Linked DNA regions of Mus musculus: regions 1, 3 and 4 are each linked to region 2. Evidence: chromatin contacts called from public Hi-C and HiChIP or PLAC-seq data. All regions are on one chromosome and are shown on one strand. The core of a region is the stretch at or near the end of the contact, and the rest is flanking DNA. Distances in the headings are between cores, read along the strand shown. Region 1 overlaps Zbtb20 (zinc finger and BTB domain containing 20). Region 2 overlaps Zbtb20 (zinc finger and BTB domain containing 20). Region 3 overlaps Zbtb20 (zinc finger and BTB domain containing 20). Region 4 overlaps Zbtb20 (zinc finger and BTB domain containing 20).

The links. A called contact is a pair of places that touch in the nucleus more often than the background predicts. HiChIP or PLAC-seq counts read pairs in DNA pulled down with a chosen protein or histone mark.
Region 1: a Hi-C map of muscle stem cells shows a contact between it and region 2, with 2.5 times the contacts expected there. The contact joins two enhancer-like sites. A contact is called at or near these places in 3 of 484 Hi-C or Micro-C datasets (muscle stem cells, myocytes and nephron progenitors), 1 of 115 datasets of contacts at active chromatin or transcription factors (fibro-adipogenic progenitors) and 1 of 9 other capture datasets (pancreatic islet).
Region 3: an H3K27ac HiChIP or PLAC-seq map of hepatocytes shows a contact between it and region 2, with 7 times the contacts expected there. The contact joins two enhancer-like sites.
Region 4: a Hi-C map of muscle stem cells shows a contact between it and region 2, with 2.3 times the contacts expected there. The contact joins two enhancer-like sites. A contact is called at or near these places in 1 of 39 promoter capture datasets (hippocampal neurons) and 2 of 484 Hi-C or Micro-C datasets (muscle stem cells and myocytes).

Annotation. Positions count from the first base shown.
Region 1 is chr16:43,357,910-43,361,838 of GRCm38.p6, forward strand. All of the region lies in intron 4 of Zbtb20 (zinc finger and BTB domain containing 20), which reads left to right. The region is part of intron 1 of Gm9968 (predicted gene 9968); the gene reads right to left. Among named protein-coding and RNA genes, the nearest start is that of Gm9968, 3.8 kb to the right of the region's middle. Within about 2 kb of position 2,397, at least 14 of the 459 cell types and tissues checked have an H3K27ac peak or open chromatin away from gene starts, as enhancers often do. A contact at or near this core is called in muscle stem cells, where this site is marked.
Region 2 is chr16:43,078,900-43,083,016 of GRCm38.p6, forward strand. All of the region lies in intron 2 of Zbtb20 (zinc finger and BTB domain containing 20), which reads left to right. Among named protein-coding and RNA genes, the nearest start is that of Gm25873, 45 kb to the right of the region's middle. Within about 2 kb of position 2,227, at least 32 of the 459 cell types and tissues checked have an H3K27ac peak or open chromatin away from gene starts, as enhancers often do. A contact at or near this core is called in hepatocytes and muscle stem cells, where this site is marked.
Region 3 is chr16:43,538,818-43,543,332 of GRCm38.p6, forward strand. All of the region lies in intron 5 of Zbtb20 (zinc finger and BTB domain containing 20), which reads left to right. Among named protein-coding and RNA genes, the nearest start is that of Mir568, 100 kb to the right of the region's middle. Within about 2 kb of position 1,459, at least 62 of the 459 cell types and tissues checked have an H3K27ac peak or open chromatin away from gene starts, as enhancers often do. A contact at or near this core is called in hepatocytes, where this site is marked.
Region 4 is chr16:43,457,496-43,461,696 of GRCm38.p6, forward strand. The region is part of intron 4 of Zbtb20 (zinc finger and BTB domain containing 20); the gene reads left to right. Among named protein-coding and RNA genes, the nearest start is that of Gm15713, 39 kb to the left of the region's middle. Within about 2 kb of position 1,311, at least 70 of the 459 cell types and tissues checked have an H3K27ac peak or open chromatin away from gene starts, as enhancers often do. A contact at or near this core is called in muscle stem cells, where this site is marked.

The DNA of each region.
Region 1 (3,929 bases), core at 1,147-3,646, 280 kb after region 2:
CCCTTCCTTACCTACTCTACAAAAATTGTGACTCTTTAAAGTATTCTCCTTTATCATTTCTCAGACTTGTGGCTAAGATCAAGTTAAGCATTTTCCTTTGTCCACTGGCCTGAAGGTACTTTGTCAGTTGAGAGTCCAGTAGACATACTACAGAGGGCTTCCTTCCTGGCTCTATCTACTCCATTGGCCGACTAATGCATTGTGCACAATTTCTCCAGAACCTGACTTCTTTCTTTTGCATAACTTTTCTAGTGTTTGTCAGTATGGAACATACTCCTATCTATTTGCTCCAGCTGAGGTACAGATAGCAACCCCACTACCTGATCTCTGCCCACTTCTCCTGGCACACACCATGCAGGCACACATACATGAGGTTCTATCCCATGGATATCTTTTACTGCCACTCAAAAATACAGGTACCAACAATTTCTGTTGAGAAAGCTCTCTGGCACATTTCTGGCATTCAGTAGACAATGCCTGTGCCTTGTTGAACAATGTCTGTATCCAAATCCTAAAAGATTTTACTTGTACCCAGCAAGGTCTGGATTGTTGTCTAAGAATACAAACAACTTTTCCTTGAACATGCTATGTGAGCTCTACAAGGAGTGGCTATTCCTTACATTTGCTGTTCTTTCATGTTTAGAGTTATCTTTAATTCTTCTAAGGTATTCTCCCCTTATTCTAGTCACCTATTAGTGTTAATAGTTCTTTACTGCAATGTGTTTTTTCTCTTCCGATGGAACCTGCTTCATACACTCCGAAGTAACATTAAAATGATCTGTGATGCTTAGGGTTGGAGGAAGTCCATATGTCCTCACAGGTCAGACTAAGATTGGACCTGGATATTAGATGAACAAAATGTTTTGAGAATTTAGTTAGCTAGAAAGGCAGCAAACGGTGATGCTATAAACACTGTCTGACCATATGACTTTACTGATCTACACTTTAAAGGATTTTACTCTAGTTCTCAGTGAATTTGTTATTAAAAAATAAAAATCTGGATTAATTTGTTGACCTTGGAAAATGTGTCAAAATCCAATATTATATAATGTGAATTTATAAATTATTAATGATAGCTATTATTTATTGAGAATTCAGTAATCTTCAGCAGTTAAATTTATTGGATCCATATAGCAATACAGATGTATACTTTGACTCTCTCTTGAAATAGAAAAAGAGATTGGCCTCACAGGTGATATATCTAGCAAATTTCAAACAAACAAACAAAAAATTTAACCTAGAACTTTCTGTGAGCCACAGCTTGTCAAAACCACTCCGCTTCCAAAAGCCAATCATAAGTTACCTTGGAAAACAAATAGGGTATTTTCAGTCTCTCAGTCAGAGATTTGGAGAAGAGCTACCACAAGAATCTGCAACATGTTTAGCAGCACACCCTGAGATACTGCCTGTACCATCAACCTGTTACTTAACCAGATATGGATAAACTAAGTGAACTCTGGAGATGAAATTCCCAGAACCTAAGTGTTAACAGAGTATCTAAAATGTAGCAGCCTTTATTCTGAGCTGAGTTGAAGGCAGATGAAATATTAACAGCAAGTTCTAGCAGCAGAAAATGAAATATGAGATCCTGTATCAGAAATTATTAGTAACCTGTTAAAAGAAATGCTGAAAAATGGCAGTTACCAAATTAAAACTGGGAAACAGAGCCCAAATGGGAAATTTCAAAAAGTTTGGAGGAAAATAAATGACAGATTGTCCTCTTGGCTCTTATTACTATGCCATCCTAAATCCTACTTGGCAATGGATGGTGGAGGTGAAATAAGAGCGGCATCCCTGCCAGCGTTGGTCCTCAGATTTGTAGTCCTAAGTGTCTGTGATGGTGTCTGGGGCTGACTGGAAACGTAGTTGGGAGTTGATAGCATTTGAGCTTTATCTAAATTGAAGAGCCTGGAGACTCTTATTATGAAAGGCTTCCTCTCATTTGTGAATTGGCCCCTTTGCTCCACTTTGGATGGCTGGCTTCCTCCATGCAGAGCTATACTAAATGTTCTACATGGGAAAGCTATTCTCCTTAAATGCCTTCAAATTTAAAGCATCTATCTGAATATGTTCATGTTTATGACTCAAAATATCTAACATCAAAAAGAAAGAGGGGGTACAAATAGAAAATGCCCAGCAGTAAATGAAGGAGATATTTTTCCTTCAGTAACTGAAAAAGAAAAATTATTTTATGCAGAGTTGTTGAGCATTTGATGCCAGAGGGGAGAAAAAGGGAAATGAGCTATAGAACCATAGAATCTTACTGTTGGCAGAAACAGCAGAGTTCATGCAGTCCTACCCTATCATTTTTCAATGAAGAAACTGAGACATGGGGAGTTAAGGGACTTGACTTGCCCAAGATACAGAGTTGTTTACTGACAGCCATGCCAAAAATATTTCCCAACTCCCCACACAGAACTCTGTATTTCAGCATGCTGCTACCACTCTCTGCTGAAAATTAACACCAATACAGCCCAAACACAGAGGAGTTCAGTGTCTGTGGAGACCAGGAGACGGATGATTTCAAGGTAGAAATCAGGATGGGAAAAGAACAGAGAAAGGATGACTGTCCGTTGTGACTCCTCACACAAGCTTTTCAAGCCATTTGCTGTGGGCTTACTGTCCCCTACCTCTCCACCAAATAGAATGAAGAAGAAAATAAACTTTTTGTAATATCTAAAGTTTGCATGTGTTCAAATCTGATTTGCCCAGGGAATTGTGCGTACATGCTGTGTCCGGATGTAGAGTGGTTTGTAGGTGGCACGCTTACTGTACCCTGCTATTTTCTTCAGCCTGATACAGTTTCTCTAACTCAGAAATGCTTCCCTGAAATCTCAAGTTAGTTTCAGGACAAGGATGGTTCCTATCCATGGCACACATCTAAGAATGACAAATAACTTTAAGATGTAAGAATTATCTTCTCTTAATCTTCATACAGAATTGAAATATTGTAGAACTTTAGCTCAGTTTCAAGATTTGGATGAAATAATTTCTGTTTTGTAACCATATGAGTAAGTGATAGTAAACCAGTCCAGATAACACAGTGAAAAGGACTCCATGGGCTCCCCTTGCAGGCCAGTCCAACAACCTTCTTCACAATAGAGCGACCAGAGATGAGAGCCTCGGCCACATGATGAAAAGTGCAGATGGAGGGCTTTGCATGAAAACCGATTATGTGCGAGAGGGCTCAGGAGAGGATCGGGGTGGAATTGGAAAGGAGCGGCCACTGAAACAGGAGAAGAAGATATGCTTGACCAGGTCTAGTAAAATATTCCCTGCCACAACCACTGTTCCATGAAGAGACTGAGCCAAGAGGCCTAAATAAACTAACCTGGGGGTCAGTGTTACCATTAATGTGGGAGGCATCATGGAGAGCACATCCGGACTTGTGTTACACAGTAATCACTGCTGGGTGTCAGCATTCATCAGCCAGATGGTCAGACCCACAATTAATCAATTAGGCTGGGACAATCAACTGGACTAAGTTTTCCCCTTTGGTAAAACAGCCTCATCATGTGGTCAAGGCCAATAGCACTTTTATCCTGTTGCTTTTGGAGTAGCTTCTAAAAATTCCCTCATTTTTTTTTTTCTTTTGGCCTCTGGTTACTAGACACTGTCAGGCTCCCAGTTCCTTTGATAACATGGATTCCCCAATCAAGGTTTTCACATAATAGATCATCAGCATCCCCCGTATTCACATTGTAACACTGAAAATCCCACATGAAAACAAGCTCTTCAAAGCAGCATGGTAAGCCCTACATCCAACTGATCTCCTGTAGTATTTCTTCTGGTTCTACTCAATCTGGTGGGACACCAATGGCAGAGCTTCTCTGACTGGGCACATAAGGGTGATAAGTGATGCTAGTGATAATAGTAGTTTCTGGTGTATTCGGCGTCAGACAGACATACCATGACAAAAATAGATAAAC
Region 2 (4,117 bases), core at 977-3,476:
ATTCCAAAGCAGCCAGACTTGTGCCTTAGGTGAATAGTTGTTCCCTTCCAGTAGGTAATCAAATTTTATAAACAGCCTTGATCACTTCTCTGCAGTCGAGGGGGGAATATATTCCCCAACCTTCTCTTTTGACTTATGGGTTCACATCTTTCCCTAATGTCTCTTCACAGTGCCTCCCCTCTATTTATATTTATTGCCTCATGTTCAAATTCCTTTTTTTATAGAGCACAAATCATATAGCCCCAATGAAGATATATATATGTATATATATATAATTTCATATTTCTTAGTATTAAAAATTAGAAGTTCAATGTCAAATTTGGGTTTTTATAAATATATCGTCTCTGTGTGTGTGCACATGCGCGGGTTTACCACATATGTGTGGGAGCCTGCAGAGTCCAGAAGAGTGTTAGATATCCTGGAGGTACAGTTACAGGTATTTGTGATCTACTCAACATGGGTTTGGTAATGGAACATTGGTCTGGAAGTGCCCCAAGCTCTTTTAACTGCTGGGCCATTTTTTCCAGTTCCCAGCACGATTGTTTTGTTTTTATTGAGACAATTTACTTGGAATTGTTGTATTAATATTTGAGTGACTTGGTGTACTCGGACCCAAATATAGGTCAATGTTAACTTCCTCTACAGAATTAAATATGTATGTGTTCATACACAGGTGTGTCTTACTGATAGTGCTTTTAGAGTAGAATACTAGCAATTTGTTCATAGTACACAGCTAGTAAATACTAGGTCTGAACCTATTTAGATGTTATTTTTAAGATAAACTTCATAACTAAGTCAAAGGAACATCATATCCATGGCTGTGTTTTGTTTTGTAACTAGGGTTATGTCAAATTCAGACACTATTGTTACTGTATCAATGGCAATCATCAACTGCTTGTTTTCTTCTCTCCTGACATTTAGCCAATGGTTATCTAGAAAAGCTTAGTGCCTTTACTTTCCCTATTCGGTGAAATTTCGGATAGATGAAGTCTATGCACATGCCTCAAGGACTTACTTACTTACTCTGAGACCCACTCTGTGGCTGCAAGAGGTACTATGAACCAGTACACAACTTGAGTCTGTGGTGTCACTCTGTATGTGTGTTCCTATCGTGTGCTGTCTTCCTTCCTCCCTTCTCTCCTCTCCCTCGGTCTTTCCCTCCTTTTGTCTCTCTCTTCTGCCCTCACCCTTGTTTTCTCACCTTTTCCACTTTTCTGTTTAATGTAAAGCCACGCCATAACTGGTAGGCAGTGAAGGGAGCTGGCACTTCAGTGAGAGCCTTTGTTGGCGTGTGCTGTAGCCTGGCCACAGCCTTTGCTTACTCGTCCACACTAAAATACAGGAGATTATGTACCTTGCATAAGTTTAGCATCTTACCATTGGAAACATTGTGTTTCTCACATTCAAAACAGAACTAGCTCATGACCCAATTTCACTAATAATTTTCTTAAGTAACCATTATACGCATAAGATTTTTTTCTACCCACTGTCTGTCTAGCCTGGTTTAAAATTTTATATATGTACTTTTAAAAAATTGATTAGCTGGAGACAAGCCCACTCCTCTGTTCTGTATAATAAGGATTTAAAAACTGCATGCTGAATTCTGTATAGTGTAATTAAAACTGACCCACATTTGGACCTGAGTACACCAGGACTTAGCCAAACTTGCCATGAGCTGAGTTCTGGTGGCAGATGGGAACTAATGAGGACACACTCCACTCCAGAATTTCCCAGCTGCTTGGCCCCTTTTTGTACAAACAAGGTTTGGAGCGAAGTCCGGATCCCAAGAGCATGTTCTGTAAATGTGCTGTGCCCAATGGCTTGGGAAATGTTCTCACAAAATTATGCTGCTTCAAGGTATCCTTAAGATTTCACCTATTGTCCAGTTTGTTTGTATTTTTTTTTAACTCAAAAGAGCTTTTATTGCTCTTGCCAACCAGTTTTTAGTTTTAAAGTGAATAGGAATCAAACACACCCCATCTTTTCTCCTGTGCCTGGCAATGGTGGTAAAGGCATTCCCATCACAACATGGAGATTTGTAAGCTCCCTACCTCAGGGACCACTGCACCTCAGGAGAAGCATGTCTCTTTGCAACCTATGGATCTCTTCAGCTGGTTTGCTGTCCTGGGACTATTGAGGCAGATGTAATTGAATCAGTTTGAGGCAGCTGGAGCTGGCATGTGGTCTCTCAGATTGCTAGCACCTGCTTGTTTTTTTGCAACTCACTAGAGTGAGAGAAGTGCCAAAACCAGCATTGGTCTTGGAGCAGCAGCTACAGCTCTCCAGATCTCACATCCCTTCCCCTTCCAGCCTCGCCACATCATCACGGGGCCTGAATTAATAAAACCCTTTGCATGATTAGGTCTGAGGTAGACCTTTCCTTCTCATTCTTCTCAGTATGCAGATCCTGACAGTACTGACCACGAGTCCAAAAAAATAAGGCCGGATAATGGTGATCAGGTGGCTGTGGGGCTCTCTTATCATTAGACAACTGGGTAGCCTGTGGTTTGCACATTTCAATGAATGTACCAAATTCATTTACTGTTCCAGCATAGTCTTATTGGCACAGAGAATGAGCAGTTAATGTATAACAAACTGTGAGCTGTTGTAGAATATGATAAATACACTTCCTTAGCAGGGGGGAAATAAAATGGGGCTCTTTCTCCAATGTAAGAACTAAACTAATTGCTGTGGATTGCTTCAGGACTCACTGTGTACCGGATGTTACAGTGTTCTAAAGGAGAGATTTAAATCCTAGGATCCCAGTAGGTGAGCTTTATTTTAAAATATATACATTTGTCATATTTAAAGTTGTAAATCTTTTTTTCCAATATATTTGTATAACCTTAACTTTTCTTTGTTGCATTTAATTATTGTACAGGAATGATCTCACTGGATCCTGATGTTTTATTTGAATTGAGATGTTATAATGTATGTTTATACATTTCTCTAAAGGAGGTTTATTGTTGATAGTATTTTTAGAGCAGCTATGAAATAGAATCATGACTTACTGTAGGGAAATGTTATTTCATTATCATTTGGTAATTACCACATTGTAACACATAGATGCTAGGGAGAAAAGGATATGTGATGTGGCCTTGACCAAAAGGAACTTGAAGACAAATAAGTCAGTCCTTTAAATGACAAAATAAGGCAGGATCAATGTCAAATGAGGTTCTTAGAACTGCCGTGCCCCTTTCTCTTCTCTGTTGTTCATGGAGTACATGCCGAGTCCAGTTTGGTCCTCTTTGCCACCAAGCCAGATTCCTCCTAAAGAGAGCAGAGTACTCAAGCATCGCCAACTGATGGAAGCTGTGTGTAACACAATACCCGTGGGCAGTTGCTGGGAAAGCATGGCATGAGTAATTGCTAAAGCTAGTCTGTGGGAACGGAGATCTCTGTGAGTTTGCTAGGGAGAATCTAGAGTTGAGATGGATCATGAATAAAAGCAATACATTAGGATGAATTTTCTGAGACCGAGAAGGTGAAACATCAAGAAGCTAGAAAGTAATATATGCAAATGAGCATTGTGTGAATTTATTAGCATAGAGAATGACTATGAGAAGGCCTTAGTCATACATGAATCCTTAACTCTGCTAGACTATCAAATGTAACATGGCATGTTATTCATCATACAACACGTCTTCACAGAGATTATCTCTGACTCCTCCTATCTATGTTAGGCCTCTCATATGACATTTTTTATATAGTTTTATTCTTTTCTCGAAGTTTTTCAATTCACTGGTCTGAGAGTACAGTCTTAATGTCAGGAATATTCATAAAGGACTTTGTTCTCAGTAAGTTTATATAAAACAGTATTTTAAAATAAATAAACAGGTAGTTTTAAAACATAAAAAAATCACTATTCCTTTGTTGTGCCAGGGAAATGTTAGTGATCCCCCAAAACAGACAGGAGCCAATGTGTTGTAACTCACAGCAGGGTCTTTATTCTATTAGAGTTAGCTTCCCCAACACACCACCATCATGCAGGGTGGTTTTTGTGGTGGGGAGCCCGAATGTCTATCGGGGCAAGGCTTTATAGTAAGCAGCAAGCAGCGAGTACATGTGCAAGCATCTAATTGGAAAGCTACTGTGGCCTTTCACATAATTGGCTGGT
Region 3 (4,515 bases), core at 209-2,708, 460 kb after region 2:
TTGGGTCATAGTATCTTAGGCTGTGCTATACCATTTTCTTAGTCTGTTGTTTTCTTCTCTTTTGGATTTTTTACATTTATTCATTCACTGTATATGAGTGTGTACTTACACGTGCATGTGTGTATGCGTGTGGGTGAATGTTAGCCATGGTATGCATGTGGAAGTCAGAGGAAAACTTGTAGGGTGTTGGTTCTCTCCTATTGTGTAGGTTCTGGGGTCAAACTCTGGTTGTCATGATCGGCAGTGGACACCTTTACCGACTGAGTCATCTTGCTGGCCCTGGTTTCTTTGCAGTGACCCAGGAATCCTTAGTCTCTGCTTTGGATATGCCGAACCATTGCTTTTTTACCAAATCACAGACTGGGAAGGTGGTCTCTTGCTCAGCGGGTATGTGCCTGGGTAGATGCTCTCCCCTGAGATGTGCAGCCACTCACACATCACCAGCTTCTAATAATTCCTGACATTTAAAGAGTCAGTCCATTTCGACCATTTCTTTCTGCATATTTGTGGAAAGAGCCAATGGTTTGCAGCATTCAGGAGGCACAGGATGTGCACCTTGTCGTGTGGATCGTATTCGTTCTGCCCGGTTTATCGGTTGTTTGTTTTCTCTTAGGATTTTGGGAGACTTCTTTAACATGTTAAATATGGGGCTAAAAATAGTGACTAGACTGTAAATCATTTGGGGGAAAATATTAATAAGATACAAAGAGAACTGCCTTCCCATCCACCCTGTGTCATAATGACAAAATGCTAAATGACTCTGCATGTCTGACTCCCTCGTCACTGGAGGTGAGGCCTCTGGATTCTGTGCCATACAAACCCCCAAATGTGAGAGCCTTAAGTGCAGGCTGAAGTACCAAGCGTGGGTTTGGATTTCCCTTTCCTGCCCCAGTACTCTGAAAGCATGTTTACTCAGCCTTCCCTCCGAGCAGGGTCCCTGTGCTGAAGCCGGTCTGCCAGCCCACTTCTGAGTAACAGCCAACACCCCCATCCAGCGCCGCCGACCGATGGGCTTGCTCGAATTTAAGGAGCAGGACTGATTTTCAAGTTTCTTCGAGCCATTATTTGTGTTCCAAGTTATCTTCCTGCATCCGTATTAATTTTCTGTTTCCAAAAGTAAGCCCCATGTATTTCAAGGCAGCACAGTTGCTTTTTCACATTTTCCAGGGAACTGGTGTTTTTAATGTCATGTGAGGACAACATTACACAATGGGTCTTTGGCAGGGACACACAGAAATGAATACCGTGTGCGAACAAACATTAAATGGCAGTCTTAATTACAGAGTTAGACTCTGTTGTTTTTAATGCCCTTCAATTTTATAATTTGATGGAAAATGCATCAACACAGCTATTTTCTTTCTACCCTAAATGATTAAGGATTGATATACCCCCAAACTGCAGTAGCTCCTTAGATCAGCTAATCAGGTAGGCCTTACATGTTATCCACTAGAGGGCAGTAGGGATACACAGCCACTCCAACCAATATGTGCAACATATGGTCGACGTGGAAACATAGTAGCCATAGCTTTCATGTGTATGAAAAATTCCCATTGCAGTGTTGCTTCACTTATAATTATATTGAAAGTAAACACTAATTCACAGACAGACTACGCATATTTCAACATATCCCTCTAGTGTTTTGTCTATTCTAGTTTAAAATGCCCTGAGTAATGAAACTTCTACTACTTCCCTTGGGAAGCTATATCAAAACCCACTTGTTTTACATGCCTGTTTTTTTTTACAAACACACACTCAAGATCTATTAGTCTTCCTTCAAGTTCATTTAGACCTCTGTTGCATACTCCATTTTCCCTTACAGCAAAGCTAGTTCCATTCCGCAAAAGATGTTTCCTGAGTATCCATTGTGTGGAAGACATACTTAGTTGAGGGATGTCCACAGCTGGCGAGCATTGCAAGGCTGCGGCTGAAGGATTTGCATGACTCCAAGCTACAGAAGAAGCTCGTCCAAACCAAACATCAGAAGAAGATGTTGGCCTAAGTTCTAAAAGGAGTGACATTCATAAAACTGTCATAACAGGAAAAAGTTTAGTTGAACTTGGATTTTCTGTATTGAAATCCAGAGTGCTAGTATTGCATGGTGACATCTAACATCACCTGAAAAACTGTAAGCTCTCTGGCTGACCTGGCGGTGAGCTCATGCCAAGGAGACGACCTGGGTTCTCACCAGTGAAAGCTGATCCTTTGGCCGATAGATCAGATTAGCCTAGAAGTTTAGAACCAATTTTGGGGTTCTTTATACCTACTTATGAAACAGAGGATATGGTTTGTAAATCCCACCAACAATGTTCCGTAGTCTGCTTTTCGTTTTTTTTAATCATCGACTCACTGGGTTCAGTCCCAGTGCCGCTACACACATTGCATGATGGGAAAGTAACCCAAGATCACATGCAGTACTTTGAGTTTGCACCACTGGTCTTTTACATATACTTCGATCATATGTATCTGAAGGAGAGGGTAGGAAAAAAATCCAAGCCAAGAAAATCCCTTTAAGGCTAGAACTCACAGTTACACTGTTACTACAAGGTTTCCCCATTTACATTAGAGACAGAGCAAAGTTATTTGCTCTGTTGGGTCTTTTTCTCAGATACATTTCCATAAGGCTGTCCTGATGGCCAAGGACATCCCAAGTAGACATGTCCACGGGTGAGAGTGTTCTGCCTCCAAGTGCAGAATGAAATGTTGCAGAAGTTCTAGGAATGATACATACCTCTCAGTGCTCTTTCACATCCTTTGAGCCAATGTAGAACATAGCCTATTCTCCAGGGTCTTTAAAGGCCTTTCTTTTGCCAATTAGGAGGGTAAGAATGTGCTGGATAGGCTGACTCTCTGTAGGAAAAGAGAAGGGAAGGATACAGAATCTTCATGGGAATCTATACAACAATAGTCCAGACTTCCTATCACAAACAAAGCTTACATCCAAAATTTGTGTCACCTGTAATGAAATCCACAGGAGTATTTTATATGGAAGTAATTAAGTGCAAATGTACAACAGCCATTTTTGTGTTTTTGTTTGTTTCAAAATACCAGAGGTGATTAGGCCATATTATGAACTAATTGCTTACTTAATTTATTTAAGTTGAAATGAGTTCTTGAGTTATACAGGACCCAAAACACGAACTCATTACTCCATTCTGCACACCACTGAAAAGAACAAAACAAAGACGTTAGCGCCTTTATTTCATTATGTTACAACACACCAACATTCTGAGCACTGATGAGGACCCAAGTGGACAGAACATCTGTATTTGGTAAGAAAATAAAATAAATAAATGTTTGCTCCATCATTTAGTTCTTCCATTGATGTGCTGAAATTCAAAATGAATGGCCAAAGGTAATAAAGTGGCATGCCTTTTTTTGTACACTTTCCTATGGAAAGTTTAAACGACTCTTCAAACATATTTGAAAACAGTAAATAAATAACCTACAAAATTCAATATTTTCTTAAATTTGGAAGTAAACCACAGTCATTCCTAGGCTTGAGTCTCTGTACACCAAGTTTCAAACCAAAGCATATTTTGGTATTTTGATGGTTGACTTATAACCCCCTGAAAAGAGGACCTGATTGTGTGCAGTGAGGACAGCTGCCCCTGGAACTCCGTCCAGGCTACTAAAATAAAACACTGGTGCTTACCAGTCACTGCTGACCAGGAGATGCGAGAGGCAGTACTCTGTTCTATAGGCAGTGAGGGAGCTCTGTCAGCAGTGCATGCTTGCCGTGGCCAGATTCTAGACAAGGAAAAAAAGAGAAAACAGTACACCCCAAAGCCAAACCAAAGCCCCAGGTGTTAAAAGCAATTGAAGATGCCAAAAATCTTCCAGGTTCTAGTCCTGTTCAGTATTTTTAAGGTACTGCTAAGGAATTCTAGTTAAGGTCTGTCTGACCATGTTAGCGAGGTAGCTGGTGGTGTTGAGCATCTCTATAGGTTTATACGTTCCTTTGCTCATGATTATCTGAAGCAAAATCCATGGAGCTTTTATTGACGCTTTAACCACTGGGCGCCCCACACATTAGCAAAGTATATGCCAATGTTTTACAAAGACATAGTGGATCAAGCTATAGTACTTGTTGACTTAATTGTTTCCCACCTCTCAAAAGAGTTGGGGTGACTGCGATAGAGGTAAATTTCTGTTTTCCCATGTGAAGAATGAAGAAAATGAATCTGTCATTTTCATACCCCAGCTAGATGCTGTGAGCATTTGATGGACTGGTAATATAATCTTAATAAACTCAGGGAGTTTGCTGGTGATTAATTATGTCTTTTTGAAAGAGGATGCTAGGAGGAGCACTCTCTCCTGATGTGAAAAATACCAAATGGTCATTGTCTTGTCTTGTGGCATAGCTGCTTTTAGCAATACCACAACCTCAACATGAGTGAGAGTCATGTCTTGAATTATTTTGCTCATGGGCTCAGACACCTTAATACTGATACCCAGTGTTCTTTTTTGGCAGCTATTCATTTTAATTTAAATTAAAACCTGTGACTATGAAATGAA
Region 4 (4,201 bases), core at 61-2,560, 380 kb after region 2:
ACACACACATACATACACACACACACACACACACACACACACACACACACACACAAATCAATTTGCTATAGGGAAGAAGGTCTGACACTCAATCCATTTAGACGCTGTAAAGCTACTACTTCAGAAATTAGAAATATACAGGGAAAAATGGAATTACATCATTGAATGTTCCTAAAATCTGCTTTAGAGAGGGCGGAAGAGAAAGGAACTGGTGTGGATGTGGTCATGTTTCCTTCTATATATGTATGAGATTCATGCAGAAAAAAATTATAATTAAAATAGAACCCATCTTAACTATAAATGCAGCCCCTGCTACTGCTCCCAGAGCTGCTGCTCCCACTTCATTTGTTCTCTGATATTTTGTTCTCTGATCCTGTGAACATCATGAAGAGTCAGGAAATGTGGACGGGGTGGGGCAGGTGTTTAATTGTATCTTGGCAAAGGCTCGTACGTAGGCTGTGCTGTGCCTAATTACTGAAGTTTAGTTTCTGCATCTTCTCTCTCCATTGGTGATTACCTTATCCCATCATCTGAGGTTTAAAGAAACTGTTGTTCACAGTTATGTCATAACGTTCATGATTCTTTTATTTCTTGAGATGGACACAAATAATATGGTCCCATAAGGCTGACTTCAACACAGGAGTGACGACATGGCCTTTATGTTTTTCTCCCACCGACCAAAAGAAATGAAAACACATGAGCAAAGGGCCCGGCGTGGTGTTGCAAAGAATACCTCTGCACCCATGCCCTGTCTTTGACTCACAAACCTTTCCCAGTGTTTAGATTTTAAAAAAAAAGTAGAGAATTAAAAACTCACAAATGCAGAGTGCATGTAATGCCATTAAGTCTAGTATAAAACTTCTTGAATCTGTCACATAAAAAAAAAAAAAGTCTTGCATCCAACGCAAAGATGGAATATCAATTGCCAGGAGTCTGTGGAGCTGGCGCTCATTCCGAGAGGCACGTGTGTCTAGAATTCCAGGGGCTCCTCAGCCTTTGGAAATCCTGGAAGTCAAAGTAAAAATCAGCCGAGTGTTTGGGAAGACTCCGACATACAATTACTAAATACTATATTTCTGCAACACTAAAAGATATTTAAACATGTACATTGAAACATTACACAAACATTTAGAGGTTGTCCCTACCCCTATGAAGCAGAGATACAAACCCACCTAAATTCTAGAAAGACTTAAGATTAAAGCCCTGCCTAAGAGGCCACTCCTTCATGACTGCCATACCTTTTACCGTCCTAAGCAAGCAAGAGGAGCTTGGAACGGAGATCGTCTGAATTCCCCAGCTCTGTCATCAGCGCTGTGACACACTCTCATTTTCTGATTCATCTGTGATGAGTAAGCACTCCCTTTTCTATTCAGTCCTCAGAGTAACCAAACTTGCGAGTTATGATGACTTATTTTATTTTTCCTTACTGAATTATTTTTCCTTACTGAATTATTATTGTTCCCTCTTAGCAAAGTTTGTGGCACTCTTTGTCACCGGTGTTAATCCATATGCAGAAAAGCTGGCTTGGCCAGTCAGGTGGCCTGAACCTTGAGTTAGTTCAGAGCAAAGACAAACAGGCAAGCTTCTGTTTTTAACCCAGCCAGATACCTCAGCTGGCAGGCAGCTCAGTTTCCTCACCATAAAATGGGTATAATAATAGCTTTCCCTTACCGCTGTGAAATATTTAGAATGCAAATCAAGCCAAACCTATCTCCTTCCAAAGTGAAGCCTAAACCAGCCTGCATAATCCTGAATGAGCCCAGATTTCAAGGGGAAACTTCAAGTGGGAAACACCTAAAGGTAGTATAATTTAGTGGTTAAAGTATGTGGACTTTGGAATGGTAGGGACTCACTCAGAGGCTAGTGGCTGTGTGATTTGGGGTAAGTTTCCTAATTCCTGAAATCTCCTCTTTCTTCTAGTAAGTTCAGGGTAACAGTATTTTTCCCCTGTAGTGTGGGCTCAGGGATTCACTCTGACAGTGCCTCTCACACTTGCCCTCTGGCAGTCCTCAAGTTAGAATGGTCCGGCATGCCTCCTGGGACACTGCCTGTGTGCCCCAGACAGGACATTTCACATTTCAGGGAGGTCTCAGGTCTGACCCCTGAAAATACACATGGATTCTTGTTTTCTTTTCATTTTTCAGTATATTCTTGTTTGTGTTACTGAACTAGAAGAAATGCAAGGCCAAGAAGAGAATCTGTTTAGTTTCTTCTAAAACATCCAAGAAAAAGTTAATGGGGGAATGAATGTATTCATCTATAAAGAATAGTTTAAGTTATTTACACACAAAGAAAACCAGCCCTTCAGGAAAACTGCCATGTCTTAGTGTCGGAGCCTCTGTGTACCCCATGTAGCTTGCTTCGTACACATCCCTGGGGTGACATATGTGCAAACGAGACACACCTTTCCTTACCAGATGCCTGAAACCACAGCAGGTCCTCAGAGCTAGGAACTCTTTCTGTTGCTACCATTTCTCCACTCCATACTCCTCTACCCATTGTTCTAACTTTAAAAGGAATTATAAGGGGTGGATAATGATCTAAGTACATTATATACATCATAGGCAAATTATAATAGAGCGCGTTATTTTATATTATTAACATATGCTAATAATAATGAATGAGGAAAGTATTATAAAGGTCTAGGGTACTTTAAAAGAGCTTGTATCTCTAGTCACGCATCTTTACCAACTTAGTTTTTTACATTTCCATTTTTAACATTTTCTTTACTCCTGGCTTCAGCTTATGTTTGGCTTAAACTTTCTGAAGACAAATCAAAGAGACTTTTCTCTACTCATCTCCTCAGCCCCCAAGTCACGCGTAATCAGGCCAGGGGAGTCATACATGCGGGCTGCTCCGGAACCAGCCGCTCCTTGAAACTTGTTTTGAGCTTGGGGAAAAGGATTCTCCTAAGAACCTGCATCATCTCTAAATGCTGAAAACCACTGCCCCAGAACATTATGTACATTCAAATTAGTGAATTAGCCTTTTCAGCTACAATTAAACTACAATTGGGTCCTTAGAGATTGACACTTTTGCTATCACAAAACTAAGACTAGGCCTGGCTACCCACTACTCCTCCCACACCTCACTTGGTGTGCGTGCCCACTGCTGGGTTTTAATGTCCTGAATTATTTGGCCTTTACAGTTTTATATCCTTTGCTACATATTTGTGTGTTGAACCTGGAATATTCAATGCAAATGTTTTAAATCCTGTGTAAAACTACTCTACTTAATTCTTTGCATTTCATATAAAAAAACAACTTACAGACATATAAGGTGACTATCACTCGATTGGAAAGGGCACATGTCAATACATAACATTTTCAAGTGAGCAAAAGTAAATCTATGTAGATTAATACATCTTGTAAAATCACATAGCAGACTGCAGTTCAATCAAGAAGGAGGGACCTTTTGACAGTTATGGACACTTATGAATTTTACATGAAGTGTAAAATTACATTTTTAACATTAGTATTAAATTTGGGATTTTTTTGTTTTTCATTAATATATTAGAACAAATTTATATTCCCCCCAAATTTACAATTTAACTTCATTTTGTCTTAAAGTGTAACATACACTGAAAATTTTCTATCTTAGATTTTTTTTTGTTTTTTGTTTGTTTGTTTGTTTGTTTGTTTTTGTTTTTGGAGACAGGATTTCTCTGTATAGCCCTGGGTGTCCTGGAACTCACTTTGTAGACCAGGCTGGCCTCAAACTCAGAAATCTGCCTGCCTCTGCCTCCCAAGTGCTGGGCTCAAAGGCATGTGCCACGCCTGGCTCTATCTTAGATTCTTATCATTGGTAACCTGTGTATCATTTTATATCAGGAAAGATAGTTTATTAGTCCTCACATGTGTTGGTCAACCTGATAACTTTCTGATTTTGTAAATAAGTGCTCTTTGGAGTCCACATAGAAAAGTTACCTGCTTAGGCATAATAACATAAACAACTGATATAGTTCTCAAAGATCATAATCTATTTTTGAATCTTATTTGGTTTATAACATGCAACAGATAGGTGGTAATTGAGCATATTTTACAGAAAAGTTACTAGTCATATTTACCCTTTGCCTTTCTTGAGAGATAAATCATGCTTAAAAATGAGGGAGGGAGAAATGGGGGAGGGGAGAATATTGAACAAAGAGGAGGGAGGGGAAGATAAATGGCAAAAATATATTTAGTGTGGTGATTTGGTGTCT